Regions from separate parts of the Anser cygnoides genome. Here region 1 is linked to region 2. A link is a contact called in public Hi-C data. All regions are on one chromosome and are shown on one strand. The core of a region is the stretch at or near the end of the contact, and the rest is flanking DNA. Distances in the headings are between cores, read along the strand shown. Region 1 overlaps LOC106047451 (mucosa-associated lymphoid tissue lymphoma translocation protein 1-like). Region 2 holds the start of LOC125185080 (mitotic-spindle organizing protein 2B-like).

Region 1 (7,018 bases), core at 1,061-3,560, 98 kb after region 2:
GAGTTTCTTCCTGGAGTCATCCTGTTTCCTTTGCTTTCGCTGCAGCGAAGGAGCAGCACCGGCATCTTGGGAAGCACAGCAGTCCAGGCAGGGCTGATCCAAGCAGCACAGATGTCCTGATAGGCACCAGCTCCTCCACGGTGGCTCTCCTGCCTGCCCCTTCTCTCAGCTTTGCTTCCTGGCTACTCACACACAGGCACCCTCCTTCCCTGCATGCCCTACCTTTCAACTCTAACCACTTGCTGTTCCTGTTTGCTGCTGACACGGGGTTTCAGGTACCTCCCAAAGGCCAGCTCAGGCAGGCTCCTGAAATCAGCAGACAAGTGTCTTTAAGGTTACCAAGCAGGCAGTGAAAAACTTGCCCAAGGAGCAGCCTGTTTTACTTCTACAGATGCGGATGAGATGCAGATGCACCGCATGATCCAGCTTTGCATTGCCAGGGGCCATGGGAACAGGTTTCAGACCTGTTGTAGGGGCTGGCACTGGGATGCTGAGTGCTGAGCACTGGCTTATTGTTCCCCTCTTTCTTTTCCAGGTTCCTGTCGTTCAGAGAAGTTTTTTGGTGAGTACTGTCATCATTTCTTCCTAAGCAATTATTCCCTGAATTAAAAGGCAAGCTCCAGGGTGCATGGGAGGGCAGGGCATAGGGGTGCTTTTCTTGCAGAGGCCATTTCAAGCCTTTATGGCCACTTTGTCACAGGCTCCACTGGCTCTGTGCTTTCTGGATCAGAGCTGTGAGGCACAGGATGAGAGTCTTTTTCCCTGCCAAGACCTGATCAGTCTCAGCCAGTGGAGTAAGATTATTCCTAATGAGTAACCCAATCTCAACCTCTGCACTTGCCAAATGACTTTATGAAGTCTGGGTCACACAACGCCTTTTCCCTTCTTTTAAATACCTCCTTGGACCAGAGCAAAGCTCCTTCTCCCACAGCTGCTGAAAGCCAATCTGATTTTCCTACAGGGGAAGCTGGGGGCTGAAGTGAAAGCAAGAGGCTTGGCTTTCCCTCCTTCAGCCCTGTGGGGGGAAAGGACCTCTGGCTCAGAGCTTCCCCCTCCCAGGGGCCGCCAGCATGCGTAACAGTCACAGTAGGGCTGGTGCCAAATAGCCTCAGTAGTGCAGATCCTCCTCCACTCCTGCGGTTTTGCTTTCCACATGGAAACTTCTCAGGTCTTTCTTTCAAAATGATGCCTTGCATGTTTTGTCAAAGCGTTCAGAAAGCTGAGTGCTTTCTGGAGGGCATTCCAGGCTCGTGACAGGGTAAGGTCTAACCTTCCTGCCTAAAACTGAGAAAAATTTCCCCTGTCCTCACACCAACCGAAGGAAGTGAGACCTTGCCACTTGCTGTGTGCTTACAGCTTTTTCACTTGGTGTTTCTGTTAGCTACAGGCAAGATAGCACTTTTAGTGGGCAACAACCGCTACCAGCATCATCCAAACCTGATGGCTCCCGTCACAGACGTGTTTGAGCTGAGTGTTCTTCTGAAGCAGCTGGGCTTCCAAGTTGTCTCTCTTCTGGACCTGAACAAGGCTGAGATGGTGACAGCAGTCAGTCGGTTCCTGCAGCTCCTGGGAAAAGGAGTCTATGGTAAGGCATCCGTTTATGTACATGTAGCAGTGGTTGATACAAGGGAGGAGCAAAAAAAATAAAAAAATAAAAAAAATTACCTTTTCAGGTAAACGTTTTGTCTAGGTTACAGGCAAGCAGAACAGGTTTTTCACTGTCACATGGCTACCCTTTGGCTCAATTAGCATGGGTTTCTGCTGATGTTTTGGGGAGTCAGTGCTTCCAATTGTGAATGGGAGAGGGTGTTTTAAAATTCAGGAGGTTGTTGATTGCCCCACCTGGTCCTTTGCCAGGACAGGAGCTCCTGTTGATCTGTCATGGCTACAGCTGGCCACAATTTGCTTGTTTCTCATTCCTCGTGGTCCAGTTTGAGCCTCTGACAGCCTTTTTGCAGAAGCACATATTCCCAGCTGCAGATGGCTTTGGGGCTGGGCTTCAATGGGAAGTGTTCCTTAAACATAAAACCAAAGAGCAGATCTTGTGGGTCTTAAAGCAGGTGTTCAGATTTTGGTGGTGAAAGTAGCTTCCTTTAGGTTTCTAAGGGTCTTCCAGCCTGATGGATACCCTCAAAACACCTGGCAGATGTTTTTTTTTTTTTTCTTTGAAACCTCAGCATGAGGCACAGCCTGCTTTGGAAAGTGCTTATCGTCACCACCCTCTCAGCTGCATGGTGAACCAGGGTATTGAGACAGCAAAAGTCAACACAGGCCAACTCCAGCACTCGGTGTGAGGTTGGGAGGTTGTGCAATGGACAGGGACAAGGCCACAGATGGAAACATTGCAAAGCTACCTTGTTCCGGGAGGCACTGACTCACTCAGGGAGGCTGAGCTGGCAGGGAAAGGCATCATGCAGTTCTTGCTGCTCCAGCCGTGTGTCATCTGATGACAGCGTATTCCTATGACTTCACCTGCAGCTTCCTTTTGTGATTGCTGTCTGAAATCCCCTTGCATCTGAGGCTTTGCCTCTCCTGGGCCAGTGTCCTCCCTGGGGAGGTGCTGTGCTTTTTCCACGTCTGTGTAAGGCACTGCCATTCCTACCTGCTATCTGTAGCACACAAGGACCAAACGGCATTTTTTTCCATGACAATTCCCCTGTTTTCGTAAGCAATGGAGAAGAAAAAGATTTGGAAATGGCAAACCTTTCATGCTGTCATGCCTTATTTAAACTTCCAGTGCTTTTCTGCATTTGTGGCCATTGATCCTTCCTGGCAAAATTGATTTTGTGCACTGGCAAGGAAAACATTAACAGCTGAGTTACTGAACCTTGATAATCCTCAAGTGTTTGCTAGGCATAGCCTGCTTCAAATAGTAGTTTTCTTTACAGCTTTCTAAGCTGAGTGGTCTGCTATTATTCTGAGGCAGTGAACCTTGGCACAGGCTGGTCCCAGCCCTGTATTTGAGTGGAAGACTCTTGCAGTAGTTGGGTGGCATCCAGGCTTAGGGTGGGGTGTTGGGTCAGTCTGCCTGCTGATTGCCCCAGGGCTTCTCCACCTGAACTGTGCTGCATCTCGCTGTGATGCATCTTCCAGTAGTTTTTCAGCTGTTTTCTTGCATGAGATTAAAAAAACAGGTGAAGCACAAATCCTTTAAATTAACTTGTCTTGTTAATGCATATTTACAAGGAAGCCAACAACTCCTCCTAAACCCTATATGCCCATTTTTCAAGGCACTAGCTCCAGGATAAACACCTAGAACTGATTGAGAAGTTCAGGTTTCATGCAACTTGTACGTGCTGGATGATGGTAGTGAGGCTGCAGTTCCAGTCACAATCTAGGTAGCCTGTTAAAACTTCAAAGATCCCAGGGGTGCCCACGTGGGAACCGGTCCTGTACATCCACGTGGGTGTGCTGGACGTGCACCTGCACAGAGACATCTCAGTGCCTCCACCTGTGGGTGTTTTCTTTTTTGGAGACTCCCAAGCATGGAGCCCCCCACTTCTCCACATTCCCTTTTCAGGGCAGACTTCCTCCTGGGAAGTCTTTCCTGACCCTCTGGAGCTGAGGTTGCCCTGTGTTGTATGGCCTGTGCCGATGAGGAGAGCTGGGCTTTGCTGTCTCTTTAATTGCTCCTACAGCAGTTGCAGGCTCTTGTTAGACCCTCCCTTCACCTCCACGTCACCATCCCACCCCATCTCTCCCTGCTTTCTTCCCAGGCCCTGGACCCCAGCATCTCAGTAGCTCCCACTGTCCTTTTTCTAGCTTCTCCACCTTCTTCTTGAACTGAAGTCCCTAAAACTGGACACAGGACCTAAGTGGGGTCTCCTTAGGGCCAAGGAGAGTGCCAAGAACTTCCCTTGCCCTGCTGGTCCTGCATGTCCTAACATAGCTCTGTTCCCAGGTGCTGGCTCATCTTTAGCAGGGTGTCTGCTGTGACCCCAGGTCCTTATCTCCAGCATCGCTGTTCGATCAGCGCTCAGCCCCGGACAAAGCACTGCCTGGGGTTACCTGGACTTTGCTGGACTTTGTACTCTTATGTTATTGAGCCTCATCCGAGATTTCTCCATCGCAGAACAAAACCAGGCTTCGTTGTTATGCACAGAGGTATCGTATGTCTGGATGTTGGAGGTGATTCAAAGGCTTCTCTAATTCACTACATGGAGGTGGTGGCTCATCTGGCTGCTTTTCCTCCAGACCTCCTCTTAGAAATGATGATTTTGAAGGCCCCAGACATCCCCTGAATAGTCTAATTATATAGTCCTCAGATAAACAAGGAATCTCCCTAGTGGTTATTTCAAGCGTCCTAAAAAGTCCTGAGTCAAAAAAATGATGTCGGAAATGCAATAAGAGCAGAAAGTTACAAGTGAAATACTAGGAATAAGCTGTCATGCGTTAATTAAGCAGCATGCTGACATTTCCTGTATTATAAGCGGTGCCTGGAGCTTCCCCTTTTTAATTTGGTACTCGGAAGCTTGTCTCTGATCAGCAGTTTTGACTCACAAGATGTGGGAAGAGCACTGAAATGTGTCTCGGGGAAAACAAAACAAAACAAAAAAACAAACAAATGAAAAAATACCTTTTCCCCCTCTAGGCAAAATGTTGATGTTCCTGTTCAGGAAGAGAGATTAAGTCTAGGAAAGATTTGCAGCAAGGTTGTTCAGCTGATATAAAGAACCTGTCTTTCTGTTTGAACTTAAGTCTTTGTGGTTTATGTAGCACAGGGAGCGTTCAACAGTGTATTCAGGGTGCAAAATAGGACCCCCAAAGTTAGGGGATTTAATGATTTAATGATCCCTTATGGGCTTTTCTGTAATATTTCAGGTTTTTCCAAGTGTCAGTGACACTGTCAGGTAAAGGATGTCATCACCTCCATTTTATGTACAGAAATGGAGGCAGACAGACAAAAGCCAGAAGTGCTTGACTACTTTAGAGTCCAAGCCTGAAATGCCTGCATCTGATTTTTCCAGAATGCTTCCCATTTTATACTCTTTTTTGGAGTAGGCTTCTGTGGCTTTGATTTGTGAGTTATGAAAGTTTTAAACTTCTGCAAGTCAGAGCCCTCTGTCTCTGGCTGGCAATCCATAAGAAGAGGAACCCAAACCTTGTGGGCACCTGTGAAAACATCTATTTGAGTAACTTTCCATTGTACTCTGAGAATGGAAACCCCTGATGACTTTAGGCCTCCATACGATGAGATCATGCTTTCAGTCCTTCAGCTCCTGCCCCACTCATTGCATCCCTTCCAGCATCAGAGATCAAAGTGAATTTCCTGCAGACTACAGGGGCAGGAAGAGGGGAAGGAAAATAGAGGAGAGGTTACTTAATGAAGCGTGGGCTTTGGCAGGGAGTCTGACTTACGAATTTCTCTTACTTTTGCCTCTTAGCTGCTTGTTCCCGTTTCTGACCTCTCATTCTTCACTGTCCTTCAATTGCGGTAGTGCAACTGTTTGCGTCACCTCATGGAGCTATTTTTAGCAGATTTCAGTTCCCCAAGTTGCCTTTCGACAGCATCCCACAAGCAGTTTTATCAGTGCTGGGAAGGGGTAGACAGCCACTGCGCAGCTTCCTTTTGGGAAGCTACAGCCCACCTGGGGGCCCCTGGGCAGAAGGAGAGCTCATCCCTGAGCACGTGTGCAGGGGCTGGAGAAGCACCAGCTTTGGCTGTGTCACCTTCCTCAGTGCTGGCTTTCCAAGCTGGATGTTCCCGTGTTGCTGTCTCTTGTAAAGGTAGAAACCATTGTTATGTTTCATATGCTCAAGAGTAAAACTCAAAACCGAAATTCACATTGGATGTTGGACTTCCCACCAATGTCTGGATGAGTCCTGACTCCTCTCCCACCTTACAGGGCTGGTATCTGGTTTGAGATTGTTGAAGCACATGGTTCACATGATCTGGACATCTGGAGAACTCATCTCTCTCTGTCTTTCTGAATCTCATTTTTCACTGGCTCATAGTTGTATAAATACAGGCAGACTTTTGAAACCACAGGAATGTTTCCCGTCACCTAAGCTGTTGATTGTCTCTCCTCCAAAACTAGGAAGCTGAGGTGTTTCTTATTTAAAAGGTTGTTAATGTGTTGTAGCACAAATGATTACAGTTTAGCTAATGTATACCCGGTGACTTTGGTGTCTCCTGAAGAACTGCTGGAAACCACAAGTACAGGAGAGCTTCTTGGGGCTACTGTCAGCTCTGCTGAAGGGAATGGATTTGAAAAAAGTTGAGACTGTGAGGTCAACATGGCTTAAGTTTTCCATTTGTAAGTGCTACTGGTGTAAGTCTGTCCCACGCCAGTATCCCTTCAGCGCAGGAGGTGGAAGATGGCCATGGGAAGCTGGTTACAGGCCTACAGGTTTGCACCGTGACTCATCCTCTCCTCTCCTCGTTTCCAGCTATATTCTACTACGCTGGGCATGGCTATGAACATCTGGGGAGGAACTACATGGTCCCCATTGATGCTCCACAACCGTATGCCCCTGAGAACTGCATCAGCGTGCAGAGGATCCTCCAGAAGATGCAGCAGCAGCAGACGGCCCTGAACCTCATCCTGCTGGACACCTGCAGAAAATGGTAGGGTGCTCTTCCCCCTTCCTCAGTGGGACAGATTGTGGCATCTCGAGGGCTTGGGGAAACAGCTGCCAGCCTCATCCCCCCTTCAGCAATGGGCTCCTGCACAGCCACATGAGATGTTTGTCCTCTGTTGCACTGCTGAGGCCTCTGTGAAAGGTTATCCGTCTGTGTCATAAAATCAGTAAGGCTGTCAGGTCTTGCAGGGTCTCATGGGAAGCACAGTCAGTCACGTGCTAGATGCAGTTTTGTAAGCATCAGATCCTGCCTGAGACGTGCTGGAGAGAAGGGGAATGAAAAAGCCTGACAAATATAGGCTATTCAGGCAAGTCAACTGCAGTCTGCAAAGGGCTGGCTCTACTTCGGCGTAAAGCGCTAGCTGAAACTCAGCGTAGCTATAGTACAGATTGGCCTTTTATGTCTCAGCCACCTGCACTGACCCACCCGACCAGG
Region 2 (7,748 bases), core at 1,995-4,494:
GTATTTACCATAAGCAACATAGAGCTAGGCTCATCTTTCTCTGATTTTCGCTACACTTCACCCTCAGTTCAGACAGCTCGTCACAATGTCCTCAAGGGTTTCAACGTGGTAATTTTAAAGAGAAACTACAGACATTAAGGACTGGCAGCACCAGGGGCCTGAGACAGTAAGAATGCAGTCAGGCTTGGGCATGTCTTGGACCAGGAGATGCTCTGCTTAAAGATGCAGAACGAACATCTTGGACTGATAACGGGAAAACTGATTTAAGACCCCAAGACGGATGTTAAGTCCTAGAAACTCAGGCTCTTTAATGTATTTGCACTACCTCTAGCTGTAGAAGGCAACTACTGAGGGCAGATCAACTCTGCCATAGGGTTTCTGACTTCCTCTTGAGGAATTTAATGCTCATTAACAGAGGAGTCACCATCTAACCATTTCAAACTGGAGCTGGCCTACAACTAGCTAGAAGTAGCTCATGGCAGTGGCCCAGTATTAGAAGAAGCTGTTTTTTTGTTTGTTTGTTTTTTTACACGAAGTACTACGTACTAAAGTACTAAACAGCATTATGAGAGAAGAAAAGCTACTCCATATTAACAGACAAACAGGAACAAACATCACCCAAAGTTCCTTCATAGTTTGCAGGGCCCGTCACACCTGAAGCACCAAACTAGAACAAGAGAGCAGGATTTAAAGCATCTTTTGTTCGGAATTGCTACTCTCTTATTTTGAGACATTTCCTCTCAACGTGGCAAGGAACAGCAATCTGCTGCTTTCTTAAAATATCCAAGTGCTGTGCCCCTCTCACTTTGCTCCAGAAAAATAGCCAGGTGTCTTCTTTTTCCTCTGTGCATCTTTAAAAATCTCATACGCAAGTCTGTTCTCTTTACCACTCACATCCTCTCACCAGGAAACTTTTAATCAAGAACACCTCTTTCAGCAAGAAAGAGGAACCATCAGGTCCTGGGAGTCCAGGACACCTTATCTGCACACCCAAATTCCAGTTAAGGCTTTAGTAAACTTCCTCAGCATCCATGCTACCCCCAGCTGCTCAATGAGGCGAACTGCACCCATTTACCATGTGGAAATACACACTAGAAGTAGCACGCTCTGCTACTGTGAAGGTGCATAATCAGTCTTACCCTGAAACAGACTGCTTGAAGATATTCAAGTGAATCTTGCCTTTCAGATCTGCTCTCTGTAGGACGCGCCATCAGGTACACAGGCCTGCAAGCACAGCCAGCTGCCGTACAGAATAAGCACTCCCTATCACCAACGCAGTCTCGGCAGTGAGACTAGACTAAGCTGCAGTACGATATCATGACAGGAGAACCTTACTTGCCCTCAGCCTTACTTGTTACCTACACTGACAGCCAAGGTTTTCTTTTTTCCATCGTTCTGTGTTCCCAACACAGTGGCTGCTGGCAAAAGTTTTCTTTTTCAGTTTTACTACAGAATTCTTCACGGGTCAACAAATACTCATCAGCTACAGTGAAGTTTTCGCCCTGGAACACTGAGAAGAAGGGAGAACAGAACACAACAATAAAATTCAGCTTGACCTCATCCATCTCTACACTCCCACTGAGCAACCATCAAACCCCCATGCAATCCTGAGGTGTGAAGCAAACCTATCTTTCAGCGTAGTTTTGTTCTTGGCAACTGCGCAAATCATCCATGAAACCACGCTGTTTTGGCCATTACCCCTTTTTACTACGTTACTAACCTCAGAAGAAGTGAGAGCTCTCCTGCGCACTGAATTTAAGCTTAGTGACAGCAGACATTTTAGTTAAGCCTTTCGAACCTTTTACAAGTAACCCACAGATGTGTCACACTACCAGCCAAAAGCCACTTCAGAAAGTAGAGGGAATAAAGTTTTATTAGAATTGGCTTGGAAAAAATATGGCACAGCTTCAGGGCTACATTTGTTACTGACCTCTGAGGTCAGAGCAGTAAGAATAATTATATTCCAAAGCAGTCACTGCTATAGTTGACAGCTCCACCCAGCCTCCCCTTTCCATTTCACATTCCCACGAAAAAAAACATTCATTCGGGCACAGGAACCCGACGGGTGAGCAGCACAAGCTGCTGTGCTACCACACGTGGATGGAGCAGATGAAGCACCACAGCTCCTGTTTTCAGTGATTCCTAGCATACCAGAAACTCGTGTTTCTGAGAGCTAAATACAAAATCGAAACAGCGTTATGCAGCATTACATATTCGGGGGGTTAGGCTGCTTGGAAGCCTCAGAGGAGCGAGGCAGGCCGCCAGCCTACGCAGGTAGGAAACCCAGCGCGAGTCACCTCAGCGACCCCTTCCTTTTCCTGACACCCCGCGCCGCTCCCGCTCCTCGCGAGCTGCTCCCTCCGCGGAGGGAGCGAAGCACGGGTAAAACACCGGGCTGCGACAGCGCCCGCGGGGCTCCGCTCGGGCCGGGAGGCGCGGCCGGGCCCCGCCGCCTCACACGGAGCGGGCGCCGCGGGCCTCCCGCGGAGGAGGCGGCCCCCGGGGCCCGGCCGCGCCGCCGGGCCGCGCCGCCAGCAGCCGCAGGCCCTGCCGCCCGGCCCTCACCCCGCGCCCCGGGGCCGCCGGCGGCCCGATCGGGCGAGCCCCCGGCGCCGAGCCCGCGGCGCGGCCGGCGGGCGGCGCGGAGACGCAGCGGGGCAGCGGGCGGCAGCAGGCGGCGGGCGGGCGGACGCCGGCGGGCCGCGGAAGCCGCAGGGCGGAGGCGAAGGCGAGCGGCTCCTCCAGGGGCTCTGGGCGGGAGAGACACAGAGAGGTCAGGGCCCGCCGCCGCCCCCCGCCCGGCCCCCGCCCGCCTGCCCGCCGCCTACCTCGGCCGTCGGCGGGGAGCGGCGCCGGCGCGGCGGGGGCTCCGCTCTCGGTGCCCGCCGGCAGCCGCTGCCCGGCGCACATGGACTTGAGCACCTGGAAGACGGCGAGCGGCGCCACGTTCATGCGCAGCAGGTCCAGCAGCACCCTGCGGGGCGGCCGTCAGCGGGGGGCTCCGGGGAGGCTCCGGGGGAGGGGAGCTCCGCCGCGCCCCGCGCCGCCCGCCCCGCCGCTCACTTGAACACCTCCGGGTCCAGCCCGCTGCCCGCCGCCTGCGCCAGCTCGAACAGCTCCGCCTCCTCCGCGCTCAGCACCTTCCGCCGCGGCCGCGCCGCCGCCGCCACCTTGCCCAGCGTCACTCCCGACATGGCGGCCCCGTGCCGCCGCCTCGCCGCGCCCCTCCCGGCCCGGCACCGCCCCGCGGCCCCGCCGCCCGCGGCCGGCAGGGGGCAGCCGCGCCTCAGCCCCCGGCCCCGCGGCGGCCTCCCCGGCGGCGGAGGCTCGGCGGGGTTCTCTGGGCCCCCGGTTCCCCTCGTCCCCCCTGTGGTGAAGAGCTGGAGGGCTTTGGTGGGCCGTGGCCTCGCGGCGGCGGTCACGAGTGCGAGCCCTGTGAGGTGCCCACCTGCGGGCACGCGCCCGAGGGAGGCAGCCCCCTGGGACGCCCCCGTGGCCGAATTTCTTGCCGTGTTTCTTTTCTTGAGCCACCTGGATCCTGCGCTGTGGGGGCCGGCGCGGGGTGCTGGTTTTACTCCCCTCACCCCGGACAAGGGCTGCGGGGGGCAGGCCTATGGGTGAAGGGAGCGCTTTGGGCCCCAGGCAGGGCAGCAGACCGGGGTGTGTGGAAGGAGCCGTGCAGCCACGTGTGCCAGCTGCCCCAGGGGCCTGAATATCGATAACTGGCCGCATTCACACACCTGGCTGTCCACCTTTGCAGGGCTCCAGTGCCTCTAACGTGCTTCAGTTCCCAAGCCAGCAGGGAGCATCTGGCTTCGTGTGAGGAAGCAAATTGGAAATTTGGGTCTTGAGTTGCGAGGAGACGTCAAGCTGAGATTGAAATTCTTCTATCTAAATGGAAATCAGCATCGCCTCCACCATCAGGGGAGATCGCCTACCCCGCTCCCCCCACCTCCGTGCAGGCGGAGACCGCAGACAGACCAGCTGCACGGATGAACGGATGGCAGAGCTGGAGCGAGGGCACGATGCAGGGATGTCACCCCCAGGCACCACCGCAGGAGACCCCAGCCCATCCCTGCAGTAAGCCACAGGCGATGTACGCTGCTGCTTCGCACCCCAAGAAAGCTGCAACTGTGCAAAAATCAGCACCCGCCACAGGGTGACCTGACCGTGTGTCCTTACGGGCGTTCAGCCTCAGTAACAGACAGGTATTTACTGTAGCTGCCAAGACAGGAACAAGACGTATGATGATAAAAAAAGGACCTTGCTGCTAATGGCCCTGAGCGGGACCAGCCCAGCGGGGACAATTATCACAGCACTGATAACGGGAGCAGCAGCTGCCAGTGTGAATTACCATGCTGTCTGTGGACCAGCAGCGCCACAGCTGCAAAGCATGAGGTAGCCCTGAACGATGGACTTCTGGAAGGGCCTTCAGCTGAGTGGGGCAGTTTGGGGTCTGTGTTGGTGAGAAGACTGGGTGACGTCCTCGTGCTTACTCTCCTGCTTGCTCAGGTATATGATGTGCAGGAAGCACTGTGGGAATGGCTGGAAGTCAAATGCAAGGGCAAGAGCCCTCACTGTGTAGGTGATGCACTCCCCAGCCCTTCCTGATCCCACCTGGACTACTTCCAATGTGGCATCTGAGTGCTCAGCTACAAGTCACAGCAGAACAGGGCAGGATGCTTTTTAGCTCAACCCTCTGGAAAAAAAAAAATACCAGAAAACACCTTCCCTGCAACAAATTGGAGCTGAAAGCTCTCCCTGCATGCTCTGGCTGCCAGTACCACAGCCAGGGGTGAAAACCTTCCCAGGGCAAGTGATGGGAGATCCTGCCTCTCCCATGTTTCCCTCATGGGCTGTCGTAGGTCGTAGCTGTGGGTCACAACTTCCTCACTTTCCTTGGTGTAAGCCTGGATAGGCATGTTCTGCAATTTTTTTTTTGAGTGACAGCAGTCTCCTCTGGGCTGTTGGACATGTCGCATGGTCTCCTCTGCTCTCTGAAGCACTTCTGGTGTCTCTGATAGGACAGTTTTCCCCTTTGCTCTACCAAGCCAACAGGTCTGTAGAGGAAGTCATTGGCAGCCCACAAACATCCTCTGGAAAGCCTTCAGTTCCTGGAGCTGCAATCTGAGTGGCACCTGAAGCTCTGGTCAAATGACGCCTGCTGGACATTTGCCCCCCAGAGACACCCTCCACTACCTCTGGCAGGACTTTTAACACCCTTGCAGCCCATGGTTTCCAGAGCAGGCCATCAGCCAGGGCAGCCAAGGGTGGTGGTGCAAGGCTGCATCTCAGCCCTTGTAAGACACAGTTATGAGAGGGGCAGGGCAGATGGTCATGGGCAGAGACGTCTCAGACAGCCCATGTGTGGAAGGAAAAGGGAATTGCGTGCAGCACAGAGCCCCCAAGACTTTACCATAAATTGCTAGCTGGAAGTGGGGGGGGTGCTCAGATGTCAGGACACGGTGATAGTGCTTGCACACACAGAGAAAGTAGCACTGCACTGCGCCTGCACAGGGATTGCACAGCACATGCATGGGAAACCAGGACCCGTCACTAACACACGTGATAAATTTGGATGTCGTGAACACATGGAGGCCACACTACACCACATGGAGTGGCTTCCCATCGCACGCGCTGTAAATCTGAGACTGCCCTGTGCACAAGTGGCAAATCAGGCAGACTGTTCCCCTTGGAGAGAGGCAGTGGCATGTAAGAGCAGCACGTCAAGGTACTCTGCATGAGGCAAAGAGGTGGAAGACCCTGCCCCGTAAATCAGCACATACTATATGCATGGTCAGAGAGCGCGCGCTGAGCACAGGCACTAGAACCAGACATGCTGTGAATGTGCAGAGAGGTAGCCCTTAATGCGTGCAGTAAATCAGGACATGCTGTGCATGCGCAGAGAAGCCATAATGCTGCATATGGGCAGTAAATCACAGTGCACTGTACCCGCACAGCAAGCCCACCCCGAACATGAACAGTGAGAGAGGACACGCATGTGCAGAGCCATCGGTCCCACACAGACACAAATCAGGACTTGCTGTGCGCTGCCATTTAACAGAGAAAAAATCAGTATGCATAAATTTATCCTGGAAATGAAAGACTTGTAGCTGTGCAGGTCATCAGGCTGAACAAGATGTGATGGAGAGAGTGCCTGAGGCACAACCACCAGATGAGGACACACTTCAAATGCATGAGATGAGGCTCAACCAGGAGGTGCTGTGTGAGAGCAAGGAGGAAAGGAGCAAGGTCATCTCACTGTGAAAGAAGGATCAGATTTAGGATTACCTGGATAGAGCTCAAATAGCAAAGAAATTGAGCTAATGTGCCTCCCACATCCAGAATAGGGAAAAGGGAGACTAAAACATATATAGGCTTTCGTAACCTTGTGAGGCTCTGACCCATGTTTTGAAGGAAATCCTTCAAGATAGGAAGGCAAATGGAAACAGAATTTCTCACAGATACATTGCGTCAGTTTAATATAATGATTTTTCTTTCATAATTGACTTCTTAGACAAGAAGATGCAGCATGTTTAGGCTGGTTGGAGTTAAGGAAAGTTTGATTTGCCACTCAGTAGGAACCAGTTTCCAGTGATGGAAGTGATGGTTATGGTTACAGCAGAGGAACCAGCTAATTAAATAAATGATGGGTTGTATTAACAGTAGTGTCTCCGAGCAGAGATATTTCTAGCACTTCTTCTCCACCCCCCGTCTCAGAGCGACCCCACTAATACGAACAGCAAACAGTTCAGGGGTGAGTGAGGGTGAGTTTTCGGGAGGGACACAGCTGCATCAGTAGCAAGGCACTGGGAAGAACTCACCTAAAAGATCTGCCCAAGCATGCTGTTTGGAGACATCCCTCCAAAATTGTGCAAGGAAAAGGGCGGAACTCATCACAAGCGGAGACTGAAAATGAGGTGGAGGCATCCAAGCACAGATATTTTTCAACAGTTTTTAAACAGCACCAGGAGCAAGTAGCTGCTTTGAGATGATGCTGGGGAAGTTCACCAAAAGGACCGAGCAAGGGTGGTCTCTGAATTGTGAGCTGAAACTTGCCCCTTGTGTCAAATAAGTTGGTCTCCACAAGATTTGAAAGGAGGCATTCAGCTGGGCCATGTGCGTGCCATATGCATGTGTGTGCTACGTATGTGCTACACCGCACGTTTTGCTGGTAGCCTGCAGGGATCGGGAACAATTTTCTCCACTTTGCTATAAACTTTGGCAGCGGAGCTTCGGGGTTATTTGATCCTCCTCCTGCAGCACTGGAGACTGCTGTGGCTGGAAACAGAATACCGGGCACTGTTTTCAGAGACATTCAAGTGATGCAGGCGTTGCTGGGAGGGCTGGGGTTTAAACTAATCACTAGACTTGGGTTTAAAGGGGCTTTTCCAGGCCAGGGGAGCCGGGAGGGGGGATGGATGATGGACAACTCCCTACACCCATCTAAGGGTTTTACCCAGCCCTGCAAGGGCCGGTTATTGGTGAGGCGTTCAGGAGCCCTGATGGCTCATGCTGGGAAGGGTGATGAAACCCAGGCAAGGCTTGGTGCTAACCAGTGTGCTTCGTTCCCAGCAGGTGGGAGATGTTAGGGGTTGTAATGGAGTTTCAGCAAACACACTCCAGCTTCCAAGGAGGGCAGGCTCAAATTCTGCCCTGAATCAGCTTTTCACCCCTCCGCGCTGCCTTCCTTCTGCAAGACTGTCTTCTGGCCAGTGGCGTTTTGTGCAGGAGTGAGCGCAGCCCTG

The links. Hi-C and Micro-C count contacts between places; a contact is called where the count stands out from the background.
Region 1: a contact with region 2 is called in a Hi-C map of fetal liver, with 1.8 times the contacts expected there. The contact joins the enhancer-like site here to the promoter of LOC125185080 in region 2. A contact is called at or near these places in 5 of 7 Hi-C or Micro-C datasets (fetal liver, granulosa cells and liver).

Annotation. Positions count from the first base shown.
Region 1 is chr11:11,207,736-11,214,753 of Taihu_goose_T2T_genome, forward strand. LOC106047451 (mucosa-associated lymphoid tissue lymphoma translocation protein 1-like) reads left to right here. Exons shown (of 15, transcript XM_048081428.2): 7 at 536-562; 8 at 1,382-1,585; 9 at 6,391-6,568. Among named protein-coding and RNA genes, the nearest start is that of ALPK3, 16 kb to the left of the region's middle. Within about 2 kb of position 2,311, at least 1 of the 3 cell types and tissues checked has open chromatin away from gene starts, as enhancers often do. A contact at or near this core is called in fetal liver, where this site is marked.
Region 2 is chr11:11,109,252-11,116,999 of Taihu_goose_T2T_genome, forward strand. LOC125185080 (mitotic-spindle organizing protein 2B-like) reads right to left here and starts at 3,245. Exons shown (of 3, transcript XM_067003924.1): 1 at 3,064-3,245; 2 at 2,829-2,974. The coding sequence starts at 3,194.